2 separate regions of the Mus musculus genome follow, and region 1 is linked to region 2. Evidence: chromatin contacts called from public HiChIP or PLAC-seq data. All regions are on one chromosome and are shown on one strand. Each heading gives the region's core, a stretch centred on a gene start, on an enhancer-like site or on the middle of the called end of the contact. The rest is flanking DNA. Distances are from core to core; before and after follow the strand shown. Region 1 holds the start of Klb (klotho beta). Region 2 overlaps Rfc1 (replication factor C (activator 1) 1).

Evidence for each region. HiChIP or PLAC-seq counts read pairs in DNA pulled down with a chosen protein or histone mark.
Region 1: an H3K27ac HiChIP or PLAC-seq map of embryonic stem cells shows a contact between it and region 2, with 12 read pairs. The contact joins the promoter of Klb here to the enhancer-like site in region 2. A contact is called at or near these places in 1 of 484 Hi-C or Micro-C datasets (nephron progenitors), 1 of 115 datasets of contacts at active chromatin or transcription factors (embryonic stem cells) and 2 of 9 other capture datasets (adipose tissue and pancreatic islet).

Annotation. Positions count from the first base shown.
Region 1 is chr5:65,345,903-65,352,801 of GRCm38.p6, reverse strand. It overlaps Klb (klotho beta), which reads right to left and starts at 4,391. Exons shown (of 5, transcript NM_031180.2): 1 at 3,566-4,391. The coding sequence starts at 4,390.
Region 2 is chr5:65,298,795-65,306,172 of GRCm38.p6, reverse strand. Rfc1 (replication factor C (activator 1) 1) reads left to right here. Exons shown (of 25, transcript NM_001347357.1): 5 at 2,965-3,197; 6 at 4,163-4,240. Among named protein-coding and RNA genes, the nearest start is that of Rfc1, 33 kb to the left of the region's middle. Within about 2 kb of position 5,827, at least 44 of the 459 cell types and tissues checked have an H3K27ac peak or open chromatin away from gene starts, as enhancers often do. A contact at or near this core is called in embryonic stem cells, where this site is marked.

The sequences.
Region 1 (6,899 bases), core at 3,142-5,641, 48 kb before region 2:
AGCCGGGGGACCTGCATTCCATCCCTGAGACCCGCGTGACAGAAAGAGAGAATGACTCCCAAAAGTCACCCTCCAAACTCTCCACCTGTGCCTCAGCATAAATAAAAAAATAGAACTTAAAAACAGACAATAAAAGAAGCAAGCACAAACAATAGCAGCAACAACAAAAGATGCTCTGGCAACTCTTAGTCTAACTGAAGAGAAAGGAAAGGATCAGGGGCTGGAGAGATCACTCGGTGGCTAAGAGCACTGGCTGCTCTTCCAAACTCGCAACTGTCTGTAACTCCAGCATCCTCAGGCAGACAGACATGTGGGCAAAATGCCTTTAAAGGAAGGATCAATTGAGATGGCTGTGGTGAGCCCACAGAAGGGACAGTTAGTTACCTCTGAGGTGATGACTGGCTAAGGCAAGTTTGTCACAGTGTTGGAAGGGAAAAGTAGGGCTTTGAAAGGCATCCTATCTGGACAGAACATGTTAAAAGGGCCGGTGCAGAGGACTAGCAAGGTAAACCTGGGTCACTACCAACAATACATTATCACTTGTTATATGTGCTTCCAGGGGGTGATCTGACAGTGGGATGAGAGAGGGGCCAGAAAGGGGACTTGGAAGGACTGGGTAACAAACGCTTTGGGAAGCCATCAAAGTGTTTTGTGCAGGGAAAGCAACACAGTGCATATTTCAAATATTATTCTGTTAAATAGGCATGATAATAGTTACCATGTAAGGTTGTTGTGAAAACTGCACATGCCTTAAGTTGATTAGATACTTAAAAATGGATAAGCCAAAAATCCACCTTATTCTGTTCCAAACACTATTAAAAACTCAGAACAGAATATCCATTGGTAGGTGGGAGTATGGGAAATTCATGCTAGAGGTGTAGACTTACTTTAAGGAATCTCAAAGTCTCTTCAGTAACATAGTCTGATTCAGTTAGGGTTGGGGCTATGGTTCAATTGGTAGTTTGTTTGCCCAGTGTGTTCAAAGCTCTAGATTTGATCTCTAACATCTATGTAAACTAGGGATGGTGGGCTAGACTGTATTAATGGCACTGAAGTTGGGAGCAGAAGGGTAACAATTTTAAGGCCATCCCCAGCTATATAACAAATTCAAGGACAGTCAGGGCTGTGTGAGGCTTCATCTTAAAAAACAAAAGCAAGCTGGGTGTGGTGGCACACGCCTTTAATCCCAGCACTTGGGAGGCAGAGGCAGGCGGATTTCTGAGTTCGAGGCCAGCCTGGTTTACAGAGTGAGTTCCAGGACAGCCAGAGAAACCCTGTCTTGGGAAAACAAAACAAAACAAAACAAAAACAAAACAAAACAAAACAAAACAAAAAAACCCAAAGCAAAACAAAAACAAAAGCAAACAAGCAAGCAAAACAAAAGCCTGAACTCCAAGTTAGTCTGTAGTGAGCTGGACCATTCTGGTTCCCTCTAAACTAGGACATTTCAAATTAAGACAAACTTTTCTAGATCGTTCTAGAACTAGAAGAATGCTATCGGTCATATGATTTCCAAAAACCTCCGAGAAGAGGAGTCTAAAGCAGTCTATGATCCACAGCAATTGGGTTCTTAGTTAGCTTTAGTTTAATACATATTTTTGAAGTAAAAACTAATTCTAAAGAATGCTTCTCCTGGGTCACAAGGAGAAACAAGAAGGAAAAATACTTTGTTGTAGCATAAAATAGCAAATCTCTCTCTCTCTTTCTCTCTCTCTCTCTCTCTCTCTCTCTCTCTCTCTCTCTCTCTCTCAAAGAAAGGGCTGAGAGGAGACATGGGAAACAAGGTTACTTCAGGCTACCAAAGCATTGCAAGACTTCTCTCTGGTGCGATAGGTCACTGGGCTATGCAGCAGATTTCACTCTCTTACTGATTTCAAGGGACTGCTTAGGCCATTTATCTAGGCTAGTGGTTTAGAAATGTTAAGGCCACCCGAGAAGTAACTTGGGGCAGCATGATTATTTAAGAGCAAAATCCTCCGAGATGGCTCAGTGGCCTGCGCCACTTGTAGTCAAGCCTGCCGACCTGAGTTTGTTTTCCAGGCCCCACGTGGCAGGAGGAGGGAACCAACTCCAGCAAGATGCCCTCTGACCTCTGCGAGCGTACCATGGCACGTGCACAAGGACTGGTGTGTGTGTCTTGTGTGTTTGAACAGGCTCACGGGCATCCACTGGCACACACACGTATGCTGTCATGCATAAATGTAAATTTCAGAAACAGCAAGTAGAGTTGATGAAGCAGAGAGAAAGGAGAATAAGGACTTTTTACAGCTATTTTGGATGTAACAAATGAGCCTGAGATCATAATGCAATTTATTTCCTGCTAAGGGAAGACGTGACTGAAACCATCAGGCTAAATATATAAGATATATATTATATTAACATGAACCCAGAATCCAAAGGAAAGGAAGGGCTACATAGAGCAGCTTGGTGTTCCTGGACACTTTTTCTGTTCCTACATATTTGAAATTTTAATTCCTTAGAATAAATTACTCCCCCCCCACACCCCCACATTATAAAATGCTGATAACCTTTCCTTTTCATCTTAAACAATGTAACAAGTATTTCAAGTCCTTTATTTTTCTCAAGTGAACTATTTATCCAAGAAGTTAACTCTGTCTCCAGATGTCAGTCTCCTGTGAGGCTTTGTCCCACCAAAGTCCCTAGATTACCCTTTAATAGAAAAGATTTAAAATAAAGAGCTTTTGATAACACTGCCAATCATAAATATCATACACACAGCAGCTGAATTTGATTTTGAACATGGCTGAATTTGATTTCCCTGAAAGTCCCACCTGAAGACGAGAATAATGAGAACGAAGGCCTATTTCATGGCTGTTACGAGGGTCAAACTGACCTGTGCTGCGCACACAGTAGGAACTGCTATTTTTTATGCACTTTCATTATTGTTTTAATACATGGAGCTTTTCCCAGCACAAACTCTGGCTTCTGAGATACCCCATCTTAAATACCTCTCCCCCAAGTAGGGCCTATTCTTCTCACGTTTTATGGTTGGTTTCATTTAGCTCCCAACACATGCTATCCCACCTGTTTTGCTAGGGGACCCATGTAGTGCCAACTGTGAGCTGTAAATCATTTCATTTTCTGTATTTAATAAGCATAGGTGAGCTACCGGCGATTCCCCTTACCACAGCTAAGTGCCACCAAGCACAGGAGCAACAAACCCGTATTAGAACGATTGTGTAGTCACGTTATTCTGCCATCGGGAGGGATTGTCGGAAAAACACAATCTCTGTAAAGCGTTGCTTTCCCACAGACTAAAACTGGACTCCCGTTCTCACATCTAACTACATAACTGTGTACTTTAAAAATGACCTCAAAGGGCAGCTGTGAAGGAAACCAAATAAATCAATATATTAGTACTGATCGTGGAAGATGAGACACAGCCAACTTTAAATATAAAATTGGAGGACAGAATTTGTAAGTTAGCGTGAACTTAGTGGTGTTGATTTTTGGCAAACTGTTCCTTAAAAGAATGTTTCCTTTAACCCCCAAGAACACCCCCCCCCAATTCTGAAGCTCTTGTGAGAAGCCAGCTGTACAGTACCTTGATCAGGTTGTGTCCCACAGTGTAGACAGCTGTTAAATTTCCCTTCTCTCCTGGTGCATGCATACCTGTGCCAAACCCATGCCAAGCAACAAGGTAAGGGTTGTGAATTGTAATCCAATATTTGACACGGTCTCCAAAGGTCTGGAAGCAGTATGTGGCATAGTCGTTGAAGAGATCTATCATAGTTGCATTTTTCCAGCCCCCATATTCTTCCTGGAGCGTCAGAGGCAAATCCCAATGGTACAAGGTAACAATGGGCTCGATATTCCTAAGTACCAGCGAGTCCAGAAGTGCACGGTAGTACCGGAGACCTTGCGCATTCACTGCTGCTACTGTTCCATTGGGAAACAACCGTGGCCAGGAGATTGAGAACTGATAAAAAGAAACTCCTAAAAAATCCAGAGCCAACAAGTCTTTTTCCAGAAAGATGTAACTGTCAGTGGATCTGTCTGTGCCGTTGACACCTCTCAGGTGTGAGTAGACGTACCGATCCCAGATCGAGGGTCCTCTTCCATCTGTCTTCCAACTCCCTTCCACTTGAAATGCTCCGGTCCCAACGCCCCAGGAAAAGTTTTTAGGGAAAGTGTCATAGAGGAACAGCTGACTTGGGTTTACCGGACTCACGTACTGTTTTTTATCCCATATTGCTTTCCCGTCTCCGGAGAAGCCGGTAACAGCTCGCAGCAGAACAAACGCAGACAGCACGGCAGATCTTTGCAGTGCCCTGTTGGACATTGTTTTCCTAGAGCGTGTGTTTCTTTCATCAGAGCTGAAGAAAATCCATTCATTCCCCGGAGACCCTGCTGCACAGCCTGTCTTCATTTACCACTAACTGCTGGACTGTCTTTATCAGCGCTCCAGTAAAAGCCTGTGATTGTAAAGCCCTGTCAATGATTAGCCTGGATCGGGAGACTTAGGATGGGGTCATGAGAGCCACGCAATTTGAGGGAGGTGGCCTCGTTGCCGTCAACAACCTGTGTCGTCTTCTTGGGATGAGGAAAATCCGACCGGTGAAAAATGCACCCCGGACACTAATTTGAATGTGTTAAATAAATGTATGGAAACCATGCCTGAGAATGGCGTTTTCTCCGTAGTCTTTCACATGGCCGAAGACCTTTCTGAATGTTTTGAACTTTATTGAATAAGGGATCTACTTTTCTATTTTTAGAGTTTGACGGGTAATTTCATCATCTCCCATTTTAGGAAAAGCAATTTTACATACAAGTCAATAGCCAGAAGTAAATAATTAAAAGCAGGATATTACACTTCAACCAAAACCATACACATGTAAGAACAGTCTTAATGTTATTTATTTCAAAAAAAAACTTAGTTGAGCATGGTGGCTCAGGGAGGCTGGAGCAGGAGGATTGCTGAGTTTAAGGATGGCCTAAGTTATGTAACTGAAAGCCATAATGGCTACAGAGCAAGACTCCATTTCCAAGACCCCCAAATCAAATCAAGTAGCCAGGAGCTTTGTGATTGGAGCACTTTGGAGGTAGAATCCAAAGGGACAGAAGTTCACAGTTGTACTTGGCTACACCGGGAATCTGAAGTCAGCCTGGGGTTACATGGCACTGGATATGGAAGACAATTTGAGTTTGAGGACTTGTTGGGGGGTCTATGAATTTAATTTCTTTTGGCAGAACTAGAGATCAAACCTAGGTCTTTCGGATGCTAAGAAAAAGCTCTACCACTGGGCAACATCTCCAGTTTTCTATTTACTTTTATTTGAAAGCAGGGGTGCAATACGCTACCCATGAACTTGATATGTAGTACAAGCTGGCCTCGAAGTTATGGCAATTCCCCTGCCTCAGGCCTGCATCGCCAGGCCCAGCAGGGTACTTAAACTTTTTTTTCTTTTTTTAAAAAGATTTATTTATTCGTTTATTATATGTAAGTTCACTGTAGTTGTCTTCAGACACTCCCGAAGAGGGCATCAGATCCCATTACAGATGGTTGTGAGCCACCATGTGGTTGCTGGGATTTGAACTCTGGACCTTTGGAAGAGCAGTCAGTGTTCTTAACCGCTGAGCCATCTCTCCAGCCTCTCTCTCTCTCTGTATATATATGTGTGTGTGTGTGTGTGTGTGTGTGTATTTAATAAAAAAACAACTGTATTTACAGAGGCTGGAAAGTAGTTCATCAGTTAAGAGCACTTGTTGCTCTTGCAGAGGTCTTGAGTTTGATTCCCAGCACTCACATGGCAGCCCACAACCAGCCGTAATTCTAGTTGAGGGAATCTGATGCCCTTTTCTGACCTCCAAAGGCTCCAGGCATACGCGTCATATATATATGGGCAAACAGATGCACTCACATAAAATAAGTAAACAAATCTAAAAAAATCCCCTTAAAGATTAAACAAAATGTATATGTGTGTATCTCAGTGAAAGAAAAGTTTCTTAATGAGAAACTAGATGTTTTCCTACCAAAGCAGGAGGAGGCAAAGATGTGGACTCTCACTGATGTGTGTGTTAGTGTGTGTGTGTGTGTGTGTGTGTGCGTGTGTGTGAATTCCTGCTGACTGATCTTTGGGCTTCCTTAATACTTTATCTTCTTCACTTGATCCAGTACCGCAGTAGAATCTCTAGGTAATCCAAGAAAAGGAAACAAAACACACACACTAGGAAGCAACAAATAAAACTGTAAGCTCATAGGTGATCATGATTGTTTATGAAAAAAAAAATCCCAAAATTAATCAACTGAAAAACCGGGTTCAAACAAACAACTAGGATATAAAATGCAAGATAATATAGAAAAGCCAGTTAATTGCTTTCTTGCACACCAGCAATAAACACTTAAAATTTGGCATTGGAAAGGTTCTATTGGGGTTGGGCACATGGTTAGGGGGTAAAAGCATTTCCTATGCAGGCCTGAGGTCTTGAGTTTGAATTTCCCGTAAAAATGTAAAAAGAGAAAACTAAACGTGGGGCCTGCTTGCTGCGGCGGTGCACACCTTTAATTCCAGGGCTGGAGGCAGAAGCAGACAGATCTCTGGGAGCTCTAGGTCTGCCTGGTCTACATAGTGAGTTCTGGGCCAGTGAGTGTCATATAGTGAGACTCCGGGGTTTTGTATTGTTGTTTTGTTTTTTAAGCTGATACGGCCATAGGTGTCTATGTAGCTCCAGTGTGGGGGGTTGAAAAGACAGGCAAAATTTGTTTTCTCCACACACACAAATACTTTGTTACTATAATATACACACACTATAAAGAAATAAGTTTATAACTCTAAATCATGACAGTGTCTAGAGAACGATGGATGGAAGGAGACTGCCGGGTTGACTCCCGCGGTAGAAAGGGCATCATCCAATTCCGGGGACCGCAGCCTCTCAAA
Region 2 (7,378 bases), core at 4,578-7,077:
TGATTTCCAAGCATACACAAAGAGAGAAACCTTTTCATGGACTTGTTTCCACTCGAGGACTTATTGCTCATTTATTAATGAGACTCCTGGCTTCTCGATCAGTTTTGTTTTTGTGCTTATTTGCAGAGACTGTGTCACTCACTCAGCACACCCAGGAACGGAGGAGGAGTGCTCACCGCTTTTCTTTTCATTTAAGTTCAAGTAGTTTTTAGCCCTAACAACTGAACCTTCCTCTGCCCTTCCAAACCAAGATGACAGTGAGGGATTTGATTCGAGAAGCGTTGAGAGGCACTCCAGGCATGCACTAAGGCTATGCACGCCAGCTACCCTACTTAGATTTCACTCGTTGCTAAGTCACTTATTTTTAATCTTTCTAATGAAATCTCCCTGTTAATTGGATTTTAGTGTGTTCCAGAGCAAAGGCAAGAGAATCGTAGCATCAGCAGTCAGATCCATCTGCAGAGGCCAAACTCTGAGCAGCAGGAGCTCCAGAATTAGATTTGTTTTTCCTGCTTGCCTTGTAAATGGATTTGATTGCAGACCTTCACGTTATTCCCTTCTCTCTCATCGTTATCCTTCTAAACAGATGTGTGTGGCTAACTCAGCGTGGCAGAGCCATCTCCTCTCCCAGGCAATTCTTCTACTCCGGGTGGAAAATGCTAGTTTACTTGGTCGTTGTTAGCACACTTGAGATTATGTTGTCCATAAATAAAAATAAATGGTGTTTTTATAAGGAGACAAGTATCCTGGAGGGAAATTTTAAGTGTGGAGTTGTCTATGATTTCCAAGTAGTTGTCAGAAATCTGACTTAGATCTGTTTATCAGGCTTTCATTACAGCTTTTGGGAAGGAGAAAGCAGCTTGCCTCTGGCTTCTAACAGACAGAAACAAATCAGCTTCACTAGAGAACATCTGCAGAGGCATGCTTCACCTCTGTTCAGGACCGCAGAAGGTGTATTTTACCTGAGGACGGTCCGAGCAAAACCTGTTAACTGATAGTGTCTTTGCAGGAAGCAGGTTACACTGTTAGATTCTTTTTGGCCTAGAACTCACTGGAATTTCTCCTGCGTTAGATATCTAGGTGCTGGAGTCACGGGGCTGAATCGCCAGTCCCATCTTAGGCTTTAGACAAGGCAGAACATAACAGTGTGGAGTGTGTGGTAGCTGGGAAACAAAAAGGGGGAGGAGGCTTTAAGAGGCTGGGGATAAAATGTATCCCATATGATATGCATATATGTATGTATGTATGTATGGGTGCATGCGTCTAAGTGAGTATTGGAGGTTAGATCACATGTGGAAGTCAGGGTCTCGGGATGGAATGCAGTCATCAGGATTGGCAGCAAACAGCTTGTACCACTGAGGCACCTCCCTGGCTGCTGGATGGTTTTCCTTTCTTTCTTTTTTTTGGATATAAAATGTAATAAAACCAACAGTTTGAGGTTCCAAATGAATGATTAGATAATTATTAGATGTCAACCTTTATTATGTGTGTAGCCAGCGTCTGAGCTTCCTAACCACCTCTGTGAACTACCCTAGTCAGCATCTTGTCCGGAGCTATAATGGCCTCCTGAGCTCCCCGCCTTTGCCTTTCCTCTCTGCAGTGTCTTCTCCAGAGGACAAGACTTAACCAACATGTGATGTTCCGCTACACGGGCTTCTGTGCTACCACATGAGTTTCTTTCTATCACCTAGGAAGTCCATAGAATTTAACTCTTAACCTGCAACTACACTGCCTTCAGCCTGGGAGGACATTCACTGTAAGGGAGCACGGTGACTGGTGCTTGCAGCTCACATTATCTGACTGTTCTTGCCAGGTCTTCATTTCATGGCTCTGTGCAGATGTTGCTTATCTAAGAGATGTTCCCTAGTCAGGTATCTTAGGTCACACTAGAAATCTCAGCATTAGGGTTGTTGAGGCAGGAGGTTTGAGTTGGAGGTCAGCTCTGGATATGTAGGAAGGTCAAGGCCAGCCAGAACAACATAGATTTAAAAACCAAAGGATTGAGAAGCCCGATGGTGGTGCATGCTTTTAATCCCAGCATTGGGAGGCAGAGGCAGGGGCAGAGGGGCAGAGAGAGAGAGAGAGGCAGAGAGAGAGAGAGAGAGAGAGAGAGGGAGAGAGAGAGAGAGAGAGAGAGAGAGAGAGAGAGAGAGAGAGGCAGAGAGACAGAGGCAGAGAGAGAGAGAGAGGTAGAGGCAGAGGCAGGGCGATCTCTGATTTTAAGGCTAGCCTGGTCTACATGGTGAGTTCCAAGACAGCCAAGGCATACACAGAGAAACCCTATCTAGAAAAACCAAACCAAAACTAGAAACCAAAGGCTTGTAGCGAAGGGGGCGAGTACTTGCCTGGTACACAGGCCTGAGCTTGAGCTCCTAACAACAGGCTTTCTGATGATTGCTTTGACCAAAAGGACAGCCTTCCGTTTTTCAGACATATTCTTTTTCTTTCTTTTCTTTTTTTCCCTTGTGTTGGGCAGTGAACCTAGAGTCTCCTATGTGTGCTATGCAGGTGCTCTTCTACTGAGTTCTCTCTCTCCTCATTCACTTTTTGGGGATGGGGAGATTGGACTTAAGGCCTCTTGTATCCTTAATCACTCCTTACCCTTCTCTTACTTCACGTTTTCTTCATGCAGCTCAAAAATAAATGCGTGTGTATATTTGTTTGTGTACACACATATGAATGTATAAAATTAATGTATTTGTTTTTTTTTTTTTTATGGAGACTGCGTTCTGTGAGATCAGGGAATGCTGTAGCCCTTAGTTGTATCCTCAGTGCCTGGTAGATAGTGGATGTGTTGCAGCCAGCCATAGGCCTGGCCCTTGTAAATGTCAGAGTGCCTGTTAGATTCAGAAGATAGGAGGACGAAAAAAAACTCAAGGTCTTAGTATTTTTTAAAAAGCTGGTAGAAATGATTAGCTTATATAATTAAGACCTATGCTTTATCAAAAATACTTTTCATTTAAGATGAAGATGATGACTTTGTATGTAAAAAGGCAGCCTCCAAATCAAAAGAGAATGGAGTATCTACAAATAGTTACCTTGGAACATCAAACGTGAAAAAAAATGAAGAAAACGTTAAGACTAAGAACAAGCCGTTATCTCCAATAAAACTCACACCAACGTCAGTGCTCGACTATTTTGGAACTGAAAGTGTCCAGAGATCTGGGAAGAAGATGGTGACAAGCAAAAGGAAAGAAGTAAGTGTTCGGCATGCCCAGGCACGCCGGTGTGCACCGATGCTTCAGCGCTTGGGAGACTGAGGCTAAAAGAGCGGTAGTGTGAGGCCAACCTGTGCTACATAATGGAATTGATAGCCATTCATGGATACTAATAAGGAAAGCTTGGGATTAATAAAGCAAACATGCTTTATTAATAATGAGATTTTTTTCTGTGATATAGATAAATATCCTCATTTTGGAAGATATGGGAATTAGAATATATGTATATATATGTATATGTATATTTTATACTCAAAAGCAGGAAAATATTTAAACTATAAGAAAAAGTCATGGTTCGTAGAATTTAAATGGAATTTTCAAAATGTAAACTTATTTTACTGTTGACCTCAGATGTACACAACTGTATTTTGAAATGGGATGGACCTGTTATTTTATCAGAGTGTACCTATGCTGATCCGCTCTAGTTTGACTGATGCTGGATTTGTTCTTCCCTGGCCATTTAGGAAATGGACCTATAGATACAGTATAGTAAAGGAAATGGACTTATAGATACAGTATAGTAAAGGAAATGGACCTATAGATACAGTATAGTAAAGGTGTGAGTGTAAGCTGGTTATAGTGTGTCCTGGTTCCTTGGCACAGGACTGTGCCACGTTTACATTGATTTGCCAATGTCTTAGACTACTTTGACAACCAAAGCACTAACCTATATATACGGTGCGTGTGCACATGTATGTGCACACTTCTTTTGAACATTTCAATAGAACAAAATGAGAGTTATCTGTCTGTAGAGTATCTAGTCTTTATGAGATTGGATGTACCAGAACAGCCACAAACGACTTTGGGTCGACTTTGGGCTTGTATGGATTGTGACCTATCTCTCAGTAATGTGTTTAGTTAGTGTTGCCAGAAAAACAAACCAACCAAAACTTTAATTTTAGCCAGATTTCTGCTTATCTTGCTTGATTTTCTTTGGAATACAGTCTTCTCAAAACACAGAGGATTCCAGATTAAATGATGAGGCCATCGCCAAGCAGCTGCAGCTGGATGAAGATGCAGAGGTACTGCCATTCCACTTAGTTATCACTGTTGGCTTGATGGTCTGACTTTGGACTTCTGTTAGCCAGGCAAACAGTCAAGATGGTTTTAATCCTTTTCTCTTTTTAAATAAGTTCTGCCTGCCTCCCTGTCTTGTCTCTGTATCTGCCTGTCTCTGTGTATGTGTGTCCATCCACCCATCCATCCATCCATCCATCACTCCAAGACAGGACCAGAACTCACTGTATAGGCCAGGTTGGCCTTGAACTCACAATTTTGCCTTAGTTTTCTGAGTGTTGGGATTATAGTGGTGCACAGCCATGATTAGCTCAAAATGAGCCTCATCAGGAGTATGGTGTAAAATAAATTAAAATAAAGTATATGAGAATATAAGTTTCTGTAAAATATAAATGATGAGACTAACAGATAATTATTTATGTAAACATTTTGAAGTTCTGTGAATAGGAGGCTCTGTAGTGTATTTGAAAGAACTTCATTTTCTCCTGTCTTCTTTTTGCTTTCATTCTGAGCATATACACTCTTTCCCTGGCCCTTTACTGTATACACTGATGTCTTAGAAATCTGCCTTTGGTTCAGGATTCTCTCTTGAGCTGTAAACCCATATCTGACAGGGATTTATTGATCACTTACCGAGTTCCTAGCATGGCTGTTGGTAGTAGGTGATTATGGTTTAAAGAGAAAACCAAGAAAGAAAACAAGATGCTGGGAAGCGACAGACGTGCAGAATGCAAGTAGAGTTCTGGGGCAGGTAGGGAGCGCGTGGTGTCGGAGAGTGACGCACAGGCAGCCACTGCTGAAGACTCAGATCCACACTGAGCCCAGGATCGCAAGGGTAAGCATCTGAGAAAGTATGCGCAGGAGATCAGTATGGCCACACAGATGAATGAGAAGGCAGTTAGGGGATTTGGAGGAGTAGCCATCAGCAGGTCTTGTAGGTCACAATGAGTCTTTGGTACCTAGGAAAAGGACATTGATTGGTCAGGACTTCAGATTTAGCCTCTGTGAGATGGACTCAATTGGAGTCCTTAGTAAAGTGGCATGACTTGGTGGGTCCTGGAAGTATACTGGCTTCTGTAGTGTACACAGGATAACTTGAAGTCTTTCCCTGTAGTTGGGCATGAGCAGACTGGCGTGGAGATTGTTAAGGTGTGGCAAGTGGCAAATGTTAGCTCGCGTCAGGTTGGAAGTGAGAGGTGACCTCAGCAGCTGGATGAACAGTGGTGCTGTTACGAAGATCAGAACACAGGATGCAGAGCCTGTTGGTACAAAGAAGTTAGTTCTGTTCTGGCGGCTACAGGGTGGTGCCGGCAGGTCCAGTCTAGAGGAGAGAGAACCTGGTCCCTCTGGGGTCTCTCTGGAGCTGAGCAGGATGGCAAGTGTCGATGTCCCAAAAGAAACACACCAAGCCAGGAGTCTTGTGGAAGCAGGAACTCAACTTTATGGCATCAGCCTCTCGCTTATATAAGTTCGAAACATAGGGAGGGGAATTTTTGGTGGGGCAAGGAGGAATGGTGACAGAGGGTATGGCGTGACTGACAGGGCCAATGGCAAAGTTCTACCTCAGCAAGAGTGAGGCAGAGGCAGGGCCAAACAGGTCTTGCTGAATCATCCTGATGCGGAAGTGACTGAGACAGGTCTCAAAACTAGAGCCAGGCTTAGGCTTTCCCACAAGGCCGCAGAAACTCGAACCGGGTTCGGGTTTGTCCTCAAGGGCCAAACCAGGGCAAAAATGAGGCCCAACAGGATGGCTCAGTGATTAAAGCTGCTCGGCATGGAAGCCTGTCCTCCTGAGTTTGATTTCTGGTATCAATGTACAGGGTAGAAGAAAGGTTGTTCTCTGTGCTCCACCTGAACACCCATTCACACACACACACACACACACACACACACACACACACACACACACACACACACACACACACACAGGTTGTTCTCTGTGCTCCACCTGAACACCCATTCACACACACACACACACACACACACACACACACACACACACACACACACACACACAGAGACACACACACACACTAATTAAAAAGAGTTCTGTTTTGATAGTGGCAGATGTCTGATAGAGGAAGTGGTGGAGGAACAAGGAAACAAGTCTGGCACTCAGCTGCAGGATGTATTTGCAAGTGATTAGCATTTGTGTGGGACTTAATACTTGTATACCTGTATGACACCTTGAGGAGAAAACAAAAGAAAAACATTGTTAGGATTGCTCTTTAACATTGGAGATGAAGGGGCTGGAGAGATGGCTCAGAGGTTAAGAGCACTGACTGCTCTTCCGAAGGTCCTGAGTTTCAATCCCAACAATCACATGGTAATGAGATCTGACGCCCTCTTCTGGTGTGTCTGAAGACAGCTACAGTGTACTTATGTATAATAATAAATAAATCTTTGGGCTGGAGCAGGCAGGGACTGAGCGAACGGGGGCCAACTGGAGCAAGCAGAGGTCCTAAATTCAATTCCCAACAACCATGTGAAGGCTCACAGTTATCTGTACAGCTACAGCATACTCATATACATAAAATAAATAAATCTTTAAAAAACAACAACAACAAAAAAAATGGAGATAAAGAGGCTCTGGCAGAGGGGACTAAGGGAGCTGTGGGTGGGGTGGGAAGACTGGGTGAGCCTGGTGTTTGCAGACGCTGAATATGATGGAGTTCACCGGGAGGGCTCATCTTGGAGCGTCTTCATGTTAGGGCTTTGTGGACCCCTTCCCTGTCCCCAGACACTCAGGACTGTATTGTTTATTGACATTGTGATACAATGCCTTCTCCATGGAGCCTGACCCTAGAGAACATTGGCTGACTATGTCTCAGTGCTTGTTCTAGTGCCCTGGACAGACCATGTGTGGTTCTTCATTTTATTAGCTGGACACTTCACACTTGGTGTTTTACAAATATTCCTTAGCTGGCTGTGGTGGTACACACCTTTAATCCCAGCAGAGGGAGAAAGATCTCCAAAAGAGCTTGAGGCCAGCCTGGTCTACAAAGCAAATCCCAGACCAGCCAATACTATATAGTGAGACCTGTCTCAAAACAGCAACAAAACCCGAAACAAATACCTGCCTTGTTTTTGGTTGTACTGCATTATCTGATCTCTACCCAGGGGTCCTGATGACTCATGCAAGG